Linked DNA regions of Mus musculus: region 1 is linked to region 2. Evidence: chromatin contacts called from public Hi-C data. All regions are on one chromosome and are shown on one strand. The core of a region is the stretch at or near the end of the contact, and the rest is flanking DNA. Distances in the headings are between cores, read along the strand shown. Region 1 overlaps Cisd2 (CDGSH iron sulfur domain 2). Region 2 overlaps Manba (mannosidase, beta A, lysosomal).

Region 1 (5,936 bases), core at 929-3,428, 110 kb after region 2:
CCGACTTCTGCCTCGCCTCTTCCTTTCCGAAACCTTCCTGGCTCTTCCCTACACTTGCAGTCAGCTCACTGCTGTGCTGCCAGGCTGTTTGCTTGCTTGCTTGGTTTTGTTTTGTTACTTTTATGTCACCTTGTTTGTTTGCTTCGAGGCTCTCTCTTAGTACAGCGGTGACTCTCAGGTTTGTGTTCTGCTTCCTCATTGTCTGCCCTGTCCCCTCATCCTCCATCAGTGGGCATCCATTCCTAATGCAGCAACTAGAATATAAGCTACTTAGTAAACGGTGTTGATTAAAGGAATGAGTGGTTGTCATTCCTGTTTTACAGACAAATGAAACCTGGACTTAGACTAAAGATAAACAGTGATTAAGTTGTTTGCTGCATTCCTGGTCTGCCCCAGGCACTGCACTGTGCACCACACGTGTAGAAACAGCAAGGAGCTACTGTTTTTATGCTGAACAGTTTCTCCACAAAGTGGGTGCTACTTACACAGTAAAAATCTGTAACATACCGATTTACAAGAGGAAGTTCGTGAGATTTCATTTGGAAGCATCTGTTATGCACTTACATTTTTAGTGCATGTGTTTGCATGCTCACATGCATGTGTATTGATACACAGTATGCATGTGGAAGCCAGACAGCAGCCTTGAGTGTCATCCTCAGAATGCGGTCTGCCTACTCTGAGACACACTGTCTCACTGGTCTGGAACTCACCACCATGGCTGCCTAATTACAACTACATGTCACCATGCCTGGCTTTTTTTTTTTTTTTTAATGTGGATCTGGGGATTGGACTTGGGTTTTCACGATTATAGGGCAAGCATTTTAACTTACTGAGCCGTCCCCTAAGCCTTCTGCCCTTAAATCAGTAACCTAAACCAGAAGGGGACTGGTGGAATGGCTCACTGGGTAAAATTGCTTCCTGCGCAGGCCTGACAACCCGAATTAGATCTGCTTACTTCCCAGTGGAAGATGAGGACTAAGTCCAAACAGCCTGTTCCCTGACTACATGTGTCCAGTGTCCCATGTGTCCCATGTGTCCCAAACATCATATACGCTAATAACAATAGGAATGTACTAATAATAATAGTAAATGAGAAGGGGGTGGTTATAAGGTCTAAAAGCAAATGTTCAGGAATAATAGAAGTTACCTGGTTACCTGTAGGAAGAAACAGCATACTTTATTTTTGGTGATGTTCTCAGATCCATAATTTTAAAACTTAATTGTTCTGAACCTTAAATACAATGCTAAAGAAATGAAGGTATACATTTTGAATGTCTTAGTAAAAAGTAAACTAGCAGATTGAGCCAAGCAGTGTTTAGGTACTGAGAATACAGTGGTGACCCAGATGTATGACCATGGTGACCTCATGCTCTTGTAGACCTTTATTGTAAGTGGGACACTTGGGCGGTTGAAAGAAGCCATTAACACACATGTTTCCAGGGCCTGGAGAGATAGCTCAGCACTTAAGATCGCTGGTTGCTCTTCCAGAAGACCCAAGTTTTTTACTGTGGTGGGCCAGAGACAGCAAGCAGATCCTCAGGGCTTGCCAGGCAGTCAGCCTAGCAAAAAGGTGAGTTTGTAAGCCAGTGAGAGACCCCGTCTCAAGACAATAAATCAGAGAGCAATAGAGGAAGACACCCAGTTTCTTACTTTGACTTTGTGTGCACAACATACACATATACCACAGAAATACTAACAGCCGGGATTATAGAAGGGTGCTTCCATGTCGCTCTAGTGATTCTAAAATACTATATTGAGTAATACTTAATATTTTCTATATTCAGTGATTTTTTTGCTTATATAGATGAGTTATTTCATTTCTGTCTCTGGCACTGTTGAATCAAAACAATTCTGTTTGCATTTTGGTAGGCCCTCACTCTGCCACTGAGGCACACGCTGGAAGAGGAACTGGTGGGACGCAGTGGTTAGGTAGTAGCGTCTCTTTAGAATAGTTCTATTAAGAGAAAAACATTTCTTTGTGGATCTGTGGGATGTGACATGTGGTGCTGTAGAACAGGCTTGGATTTAGGCTGATAAACTAGTCCTGCTTAGTGTGCATTTAATCTACGTAGAATAACGTGCGGTTCTCAAAGCTGACAGCGTTAGATGAGTTGGTCCGGCTGCATTCTGAAGCGCAGCGCATCACTTAGCAACAGTGTTTGTTAGCATCCTTATCACATAGGCTTTTCTTAGCTAGGCTGCAGTGCCAGCCGGGTGTCAGGCAGGTCAGAGGGTGCCCAGAGGTGACTGGGAACGCTCTCAGACATTCCAGAGCCATTTCATTTGCATTGTCTGTATTTCATGTGTTCAAAAGGCTGACTGGATATTCTAAGAGGTGTTTAATAAGCAACTTAAAATGGGAATATTCAATGTGTAAAGGTTTCAATTAATTAAAATAGTCTTTTTAAAAAGGATTGTCTTTTTTACTTAAAGAGTAAGTTGACTGATCAGGATGTATTATATGAGAGAAGAATGTATTTTCAATAAAAGAAAAGTAAGTTGATACATTTGTTGCAATGGTTTGTCTGAAATTATAAATCAGAAGTAAAAGTTTTGTGGAAATCCCATTATATGGTTTTAGATACGGCATTAAAAAGAAAGGAGTGAAAATGTTTTCTAAATTTAATAAGACATTTTTGTTCATAATTATGTTGATTATAATTCCATATAAAAGTAAATACAAGCACAAATATATTTAGCAGATCTAATGAGATAGGATATTTAAAATAGTATTTGTTTCCAAGAATTTCAGTTTCACGAATGGAGTTAGGCTACAGATAAAATTCGATAGTCCTGGCTGGGTTGGGTCTGCTGTGTATATGGTTTACCGGTGAGGAGATAGGTTGTGAGATGCACGGGTGAGGCACCACGGTGAGCTAGAGAGGCCCTGCGTTCCTTCCAGGAGAGTCGTGCATTCTGACATCTGTGCTGTGTTCAGTTTCAGACTGGCTCCGCCTACTGCCCTTCCTCGGGGTACTTGCGCTTCTGGGCTACCTCGCAGTGCGCCCATTCTTCCCAAAGAAGAAGCAACAGAAGGATAGCTTGATCAATCTTAAGATACAAAAGGAAAATCCCAAGGTGGTGAATGAGATAAACATTGAAGATCTGTGTCTCACCAAAGCAGCTTATTGTAGGTGCTGGCGGTCCAAGACGGTAAGATAGCCATTTATACATAGGGTAAGACTGTGCGGTTACGATGGCCCTTCATACGGTAAGACATAGGGTAAGACTGTGCGGTTACGATGCTCCTTCAGTCCTCGGTTTTGAAATTCTGTGAGATTAGGAATTTCTCCATACTGTTTAATATTCAGAGCCGATAGTCCCAAATTGAGGTTTGCCCTTTTTTGCTTGATCGTGCCTGTAGTAGAGAGCAGAGAGCAGCGGACTCTGCTACGCTCCCGCTGTTCAGCGTCTGTCTAGAGCAGTGTTTTTTAGTGTTCCGGGATGAGGGGGGATTTAAGAATTTAAGATTTAATGAAAAGGAGTCTAAACCTTGATGTCTAAATAATTACTTAAATTTGATGTCAGTCTGTCACTTGGCAGGTTAAGCCAATTGCCAACTTGATTTTGATTGGGCCCCTCCCCTCTCCTTCTCCCTCCTTCCTCCCTTTCTCACACATACCAGGGTCTCATGTCCCACCCTAAATGGCCTAGAATTGGTGGTATTTACCAGGCAACGCTGGAACTCGGAGAAACTTAGGGCTCTTCCCCTGAGTGTTGGTGTGAAAGGTGTGGAGCCAGTTTGCCTCCCCTGAGTTACTTAACTTTTAATCTCTGGCTATGGGGTGTGGTTGTTGTTGTTGTGTGTTTTTTGCTGTTGTTTGTTTATTTTGTTTTTCAATCTTTTCTATTGGTATTGCAGATGGATACATATAAAATACCTTACATAGACTAAGCTAGTCAATGTAGCCATAAAAACATAAGTTTTAATGAGGGAAATGAACTGGGGGTGATAAGTATTCTAGTTGATATAAATCTGTTTTCTTGTGTTTAATGACAGTTATTTGAGACCTTAAGTACGATGTTTTTGTTACATTCTTTGTAACAGGAAGATTTTAGAAACAATATAATGGGCCTCAGTTAAAGTACAGGAAACTGATGGGATATTGGGAAGTCAACAGAAATCACATTTTTAAAGAAATGTTTATTGTCTCAAAAAAAAAAAAGAGAGAGAGGGAAAGAAAAAAAGGAAGAAAGAAAGAAAGAAAGAGAGAGAAAGAGAGAGAGAGAGAGAGAAAGGTTTCCTGGGAAGATGGCTCTGTGGATGAAGTTTTGCTGCCCAGGCGCAAGGACCTGAGTTCTGGTCTCAGAACCCCTCTAAGAGCCCAGCATGGTGGTGGGCTCCTGGGGTGAGGGATGGGGTGTGCTTCCTGGCCAGCCAGCAGGGACATTGCAGGTTCATTGAGAGGTCCTCTCTCAAAAATTAAGGTGGAGAAACAACTGGAGAAGGCATTGCTATGTCAGTCCCTGGCCCCCACATGTGCCCGCTCCAGTAAGCATGCATGCACGCGCGTGCTCACACACACACCCTTTATGCACAGGTGCCCAAGCTCGTAACCACACGAGGTCCCTGCTTTAATACAAGAAAAGCATGTTACAATAGGATTGCAATTTTGCTTTTAAAAAATGAATGCCATGGGGCTGGAAAGATGGCTCGGTGGTTAAGAGCATTGCCTGCTTTTCCAGAAGTCATGAGTCCAATTCCCAGCAACCACATGGTGGCTCACAACCATCTGTAATGGGATCTGATGCCCTCTTCTGGTTTGTCTGAAGATGGCAACAGTGCACTTAAATAAAACAGATAAATCTTAGGGAAAAAAATGAATAACTATAATCAGATGGACTGAGCATTTATATCACATCTTTTAACATTTTCACGAACTTTACTGTATGAGTTTTATAACATTGTAAAATGTACTTGCACGTACATTTTTTTATTTAAATGAGAAATTAGTTCCAATGTTGAGCTCCACAGAAATCAAAAGCTTATTTTGAGCCCTTTTTAAAGTTTTATAGTCACTGAGAAGGATTGCTCTGTAGACGAGCTGGCCTCAAACTCTGAGACCTGCCTGCCTCTGCCTCCTGAGAGCAGGAAAGAGTTTTCTATTTTCCTTCATTGCCTGGTGCATGGGGTGGGGGTGGGGTCTGTCAGGAAGCTCTGTGATGAACTTCTTTTGTAGTAAGTGGCACACTGGCTCCAAGAGCATTTCACAGATGTCCCTACTTCATGAATCTTGCTGTAAAATAACATTTACAATTCTCTTTCCTTTTAGTTTCCTGCCTGTGATGGATCCCATAATAAGCATAATGAATTGACAGGCGATAACGTGGGTCCTCTCATCCTGAAGAAGAAAGAAGTATAGCAGTGGCCATTTGAGATGAAACTCTGACAGAGTGTTTCCATGTGTGTTGTGCATAGAAAAGTCTTTGGAAGTTTTAACTCTCAGTACTGGTTGAATAATTATTTCTGCCAGTTATTTTCTTGCTACACTACTGCTTATATTTGGTACTTTATATAGTCAGTCATTTCTATAGAAATCAGATGGTCAAGTCTCATTCTGAAATTAAGTTTAATGTGTCTTTCAACAATAAAGTCAGCACTTCAGATTTTAATTAATTGGGAATTTAAAGTTTGACTGTGGGCCAAAAGTTATTTCTTTGTATATCAGTATTTCAACAGAATACATAGTTTTAAAAAAATTATCCTTTGTTCTGTTAAATGTATCTTTATATTGTCTTGTTTTGCTCATTTGAAGTCATTTGCCATTTTTTTGGCCTTTTGTGGAACTCTGCTGCTTTTAGAAGAATTATGAAAAATAATTGCCATCAACAATATTTTGAGGCAGTAAAACCCCTTGTTTTATAGAGACTTTCATCTTATTACCATGATTATCCCAATTTCTAAAAAGTAAATCAGATATAAAAATTTCCAATTA
Region 2 (5,876 bases), core at 2,203-4,702:
TGGAGGGCTGGTGGGCAGGACTGTCAGGCTCAGGTCTCCTTGGAGTTGGGCTTTCTTCTTTTGGTTTTGAAGACTTAGGTATTTTCTTTCTTTGCTTCTTGTCATCCAGGGGCTCCTGAGTATAGGCTTTAGCTCCTGGGCAGTGTCCTTGGGTTGTCTTCAACACTCCACCTTGAGCTTCTGGCATTTTGTGTCTGGCCTGGTGTAAGCAGGTCTGACCTTGCTTTCTTTACAGTTTAGTGTTATTCTGGCATTTGGTTAAGCTGGCTTAATCTGTTTAATGTTACCAGTGCATTTTAAATAGGGACATTGAAACTCACTCCCCCACACCAGGGCTTTTTGGGGGGTGCCTGGGCCTTAAGAAACTAGCCAAACTACATCTCAAGTTACCACCAGAGCTCTTGCCTCTGTGGCCTAGGCCCCAGGATCTCTTTCCTTGCAAGAGCAGAGAGGAAGAATACCAAACTCAGGGCCTGGGGTTTGTGGGGGAGCCTGTTCTTAGCGCCTGGATGCCTCTGGCTGGCCAAGCACAGTACTGCCTGCCTCCTTAACAGATTCAGAACAGTGCCTGCGCTGCAGAGCTGAGAGGTAGGGCTGGACTGCAGAAATGGCCTGCCTTTTACTGCTTTCACCAAACAGCTTGTTCTAAAGAGAAAAGGGAGAGAGATCTACACTGGGTGTGGGGGTGTCAGGGAGGCAAGTGTGTGTTGTGTTACTGTGTCAATAAACTGATTTAAAGTTGTAAAAAAAAAAAAAAGAAAAGAAAAGAAAGAAAGAAGGAAAACACAGAGAGGGTGTGAAGCACAAGAAGCTATGGCCAAAATAGAAGCCTGATGCATTTAGGAACCCACAATGACACACCCGGAAACTTTGACCGCTATTCATTACTGTAGGTGGTAGAATCGTAAATGTTCTTAATTACTACTTCTCTTTCAAATGTCAATGTAGCTATGTTATCAAGGAATAATCTCCTTTTTCACAAAATAGTTTATTCACTCACCTTGGCTGCTTTCTCAATTTTTAAGCCTCCATCCAGAGCAAAGAGAATTGTCATGTTGTACCCAGTCTGGTTCCCATGTCCACGAGGCCACCAGGTCTCCACAGCAACGTCCTTTTAAGAAATAAGTCATTCTAAGTAATGTTCAGACACATGTTAAGAAAAACAGTGCGACCTGGAGCTTTATATGAAATTCTCAACGCTGAAGCACAAACTGTGTCCTGAAAGCCGTACGAGTCTCGCACCCACACTATGCCAAAGCTTAGCCACAGAATCGCTGCTTTAAAAATGTATATATTCATTTGTTTGCTTATTTTAAGTCAGGGTCTCCTGTAGCCCAGGTTGACTTCAAACTCTTTGTGTGGCAGAGGACAACCATAAACTTCTGGTCCTCCTGCCTCCACCTCCAGAATCCTAGGGCTACAGTTATGTGGTGCCGGGCATCAAACTCAGGACCTCATGCATACTAGGGAAGGACTCTACTGACTGCGCTCTCTTCCCAGCCCCTCCACTGATATATTTAAAGCAAGATGCTGGGAGCATAGCAGATTTCCACAGCAGAACACCACGCTGTGGAAACCCAGCTGTTGCCTGCTCTACCTCTCCAGGAGTGTCTAGTCTCTAGTCTCTACAGTTGGACTTGGACGTTGACTGTTGCTCTAAGCCCAAGACAGAGCTCTTATGGAGGAGTCTTGCTTCCTTCTAAGTTGCTGTCAGTCTCCAGTTCATCATCACTAACCAGGTTCATAAAACAACGAAAGCTAAAACCTGCCCCACCCACCTAACCATGAGGGAACCTCAGTCCAGGTTCAGTCCAGGTTTAGAGCTTTACAGAAGGAATAAATGCCAATACTCAGAGCAAGCGAAAAGAACGGAAGGGATCCACGCTGAACCCTGAAACGTAGAACCAGTTAGAGGCTAGGGCACTGTGAGTAACAGGGAAAAAAACCAAAGACGTACCTGACTCCTTAGAAGACAAACTGGCAAATTAACCACATATTTTCCATTATATTAATCTCACATGTGAAAAAAACAACCATTGGTTAATACACAGAATATATGAAAAGTTAAAAATAAAGGCAAAAATGCCGTGTGTGGTGGTACACACCTGTAAATATGAAATTTCATCGCTCAAGAGAGCCACAGGCAAGATGAAGAGCAGCCTGAGCGACAGGCAGCTCTTGGCCAGCCTGGGCTACAATGTAAGACCCTATATCAAACAAACAAACAAACAAACAAAAAGAAGCCACCCTGGGCTGCATTGTGAGCTTAATTTTGTGTTACAGTGTGCAATCTTGTCTTTAAAAAATAATCTAAATGAAACTCTTAAAAATAAAAAATAGTGAGAAAACGACTTTTGGAAAATACAGGGAGAAAGTTGCTAGGCACTCCCACTCCGCCATTTCTTCCCTTGAACAGCAAATGCATGCATCTAGCACCTCCCAGGAAGTGAGGTCACTCACCTTCCTAATTTTGACCAGTAGTTTAACAATCCTTTGCTCTTGTTGAAGTTCAATGTCGTTTGTCTGCTGTGTTTTCAGTTGAGGGATGGCTACTGTCACCTGACCACTAACGGACTTCGAGCTGGCGACATCAAAAGAAGCCTCTATTTCAATATTCCAGGCCTGAGAAGCGTTATCTACAGCACAGAGGAAGAAAACAACAGGCGCATCATTCATGCACACCTCAGAAGTCGTGCAAAATGAGAACTGAGCAGTGGCTAAGCAGTGAGCACCACAGCAGGGGCTGGGGGGAGGGGCTAAGCAGTGAGGGCGCCCCACAGCAGGGGCTGGGGGGAGGGGCTAAGCAGTGAGGGCGCCCCACAGCAGGGAGCAGGGGAGGGATGGGGAGGTGGGAAATGGAGACTGCATGGGGATGACACATCCGGAGGAAACGATCCTCGTTCGAAACAACCAGAATTGTGCATTGTATACAGATTTGTAGTAGCACATGGAAAATTAAGCAACTCGGGAGTTTGCAAAACCTTAAGTAGCCAGTGACTTTTTATGTTATCACCAGAATAGTGTTTAAAGCTGTCTGCTGTCCTCTCTCTTGTGTACCGCTGGGAGCTGTGTCTAGAGCACAGCTTCCCAGTGGATCTCTTCGGGAATCTACAAGTCACCAGCCCCTTCATAACCCCACAATCTTCATCTCTCTCTCTCTCTCTCTCTCTCTCTCTCTCTCTCTCTCTCTCTCGCATGCAAGATAATTTTGAAAGTAGTTCTGGGAGGCGAGAACAGAAGGGAAGCAAGCATCCCAGAATCCTGTACGGCTCCTGCCCCTCCCAACCTGACTAAGCCTGGTGCCCTCCCTCATTCTTACACCCTAGGCCCAGATAAGAAACTTTGGACACTTGAAGGAACAGGTAGGTGGACAGGCAAGGCTGGCCTTCCCTCTCTGTGAGGTCAACCTTGGCCTGAAGCCGCCTTCCTCACTGGTGTCCTGTGCCCGTGAAGGAGGGGCTGCAGCTTATTTTAGTCTTATGACCTCAACCAGGAAGGTGATCCAGAGGAAGGCAGACTGTGGTTCCAAACAATGACTCATGCTAGGGTTTTCCCAAGGCTGGCTCGTGCACTCTCATGCAGGTTCTTGAAAGGAAGGAGGGAAGGAAAGAGAAGGGAGGAAAGAGAAGGAAGGAAGGGGAAGGAAATAGAAGGGAGGGGAGGGGAAGAAAGGGGAGGAGAGCGGAGCGGAGAGGAGAACTCTTGCATCTGGCTTGGATGGAAAGGCATAGTAACACTAAGCAGACATACCTATCCAAAGGGTCGAAGAGTCCCTAGTATGTGGGCCACACATTTGACTGAAAAAAATTCTCTAAGGAAAAGTGGAGACTGTAGCTAAGCGGAAGAGTGCTTGCCCTGTGCGTGTTTGTGTGTGTGTGTGTGTGTGTGTGTGTGTGTGTGTGTGTGTGTGTGTGTGTGTGTGAAGCCCTGGGTTTCTCCAGCATGGAGGTTCAAGAACTTCTCCATCCATGTACAGGGGTCTAGCTGTACATAGTGATCCCAGCACTCAGGAGGCAGAGGCACTCAGATCTCTGTGAGTTGAAGGCCAGCCTGGTCTACAGAGAGAAAGGAGTTCCAGGACAGCCAGGGCTACAAGAAGAAACCCTGCCTCAAAAAAAAAAAAAAAAAAAAAGCAAAAGCAGGGGGGTGGGGGGGGAGGGCAGAAATTCTCCAAAGATTCCCAGCTTTTATATTGTAATAGAGTCCATGTCTCTATCAGGATGTGGCCTGACAGGAAAGAAAAAAGAGTTAGCTCAGCAGGTAGAAGAACTGCCACATAACCTGCTGACCTGGGGTCTATCCTCAGACCCCACATGATAGGAGGGAATCAATTCTCACAGCTGATTCCCCTGACCCACAAATGCCTGCGTGCACACACGTGTGCACACATGTGCGCACACACATCCATCAAATGAATGAATAAAATGTATTTTTTAGAGAGAGAAAGAGCTTTATTCATCTGACTGTGAAAGAAAAGAAGCTGTCATAAGGGCTGGAGAGATGGCTGTGTTGTTAAGAGTACTGACTACTATTCTAGAGGACCTGGTGTGGGTCCTAGCACTCACATCAAGTGGCTCAAGATTTCTATAATTCCAGTTCTAGGAGGCTGGCTTTCATGATACCCACTTGCACATGTGTTGTCTTAGTCAGGGTTTCTATTGCTGGACAAAATATCATGACCCAGAAGCAAGCTGGAGAGGAAAGGGTTTATTCAGCTTACACTTCTACACCGATGCTCACCATCAAAGGAAATCAGGACAGGAATTCACACAGGGCAGGAACTTGGGGGGCAGGAGCTGATGCAGAGGCCATGGAGGCAAGTGCTGCTTACTGGCTTGCTTCCCTTGGCTTGCACAGTCTGCTTTCTTACAGTAACCAGGACCACCAGCCCAGGGATGGCACCAGCCACAAGGAGCTGGGCCCTCCTCCCCCTGGATCTCATGGAGGCGTTTCCTCAAGGGAGGCTCCTTTCTCTGTGATAACTCCAGCTCGTGTCAAGTTGACACACAAAACCAGCCAGTACACGCATGATGTACACAGACTTATGCAGACACACATATATATGCATTTTTAAAAATCTTAAAGAGAGAAACAGAAGCTTGATGATATGGACCTTTAATCCCAGCACTCACGAGGCAGAGGCAGGCAGGTCTCTGTGAGTTCAATGGCAACCTGGTATACTTGGCCTGTACATGAGCATCAGATGGGGCTGATGTGATAATGGGCAACATACTTGCCACCCAAGTGTGAGGACCCGAGTTGGAATTTTCCCGGAGTTCTGTGAAGCTGGGTGCTGTAGAACAAGTCTGTAACCTCACCTTTCAGTGAGACTGAAGATGGAGGCGGGAAACTCCTCAGCAGCTCAAGGCTCGATATCCTGACGTACAACCCAACAAAATGGAGACTAACAGAACGGAAAACCAGGACAGACACCCGGGGCTGTCTTCTGGCCTCCACGTCTGTGCCCCAGTGAGAGAGGGTTTAAGAAACAACAAGGAGCTGGGAACGGTCAGGTAGGCATGGGATGGTCTGCAATCCGTGACCATTGCTTGTGTAAGAGGAGGGTGGTTCATCTCATGGGCAGAGAAGGCTGTTCAAAGGCAGCTAGCTGCCTGGAGTGACTTTCTCCCGATGGCCCCCTCACGGGCAGCCTCCCGAGCTCTGACCTCCTGAATCATTACTAGAAACCGAGAGGCCAGAGGGAACTGTGGTCCTGTGCATTTAAAGAAGGTGGAGGACAGGTCTCTGTGACCTCTGAATCACGGAATGTGTCAACTCCAACACCCTGCATTTTCCCAGACTCCCATCAGAATTACAGGACAGATGCAAGCAGCTGATTTTCAGGAAGCTGCCAGCTAAACTGGCCAGGCAGGCAG

What was found. A called contact is a pair of places that touch in the nucleus more often than the background predicts.
Region 1: a Hi-C map of cardiomyocytes shows a contact between it and region 2, with 2.1 times the contacts expected there. The contact joins two enhancer-like sites. A contact is called at or near these places in 4 of 39 promoter capture datasets (the C10 cell line, liver and macrophages), 3 of 15 datasets of contacts at CTCF or cohesin (CD8 T cells, large pre-B cells and pro-B cells), 34 of 484 Hi-C or Micro-C datasets (the AML12 cell line, B cells, the C2C12 cell line and 22 more), 13 of 115 datasets of contacts at active chromatin or transcription factors (cardiomyocytes, double positive thymocytes, effector CD8 T cells and 10 more) and 4 of 9 other capture datasets (adipose tissue, embryonic stem cells, liver and 1 more).

What each region holds. Positions count from the first base shown.
Region 1 is chr3:135,408,228-135,414,163 of GRCm38.p6, reverse strand. Cisd2 (CDGSH iron sulfur domain 2) reads left to right here. Exons shown (of 3, transcript NM_025902.3): 2 at 2,939-3,153; 3 at 5,274-5,936. The coding sequence ends at 5,363. Among named protein-coding and RNA genes, the nearest start is that of Cisd2, 12 kb to the left of the region's middle. Within about 2 kb of position 2,178, at least 20 of the 459 cell types and tissues checked have an H3K27ac peak or open chromatin away from gene starts, as enhancers often do. A contact at or near this core is called in cardiomyocytes and heart atrium, where this site is marked.
Region 2 is chr3:135,519,752-135,525,627 of GRCm38.p6, reverse strand. It overlaps Manba (mannosidase, beta A, lysosomal), which reads right to left. Exons shown (of 17, transcript NM_027288.3): 6 at 2,461-2,636; 7 at 1,001-1,111. It also overlaps the pseudogene Oaz2-ps. Among named protein-coding and RNA genes, the nearest start is that of Manba, 37 kb to the right of the region's middle. Within about 2 kb of position 3,452, at least 145 of the 459 cell types and tissues checked have an H3K27ac peak or open chromatin away from gene starts, as enhancers often do. A contact at or near this core is called in cardiomyocytes and heart atrium, where this site is marked.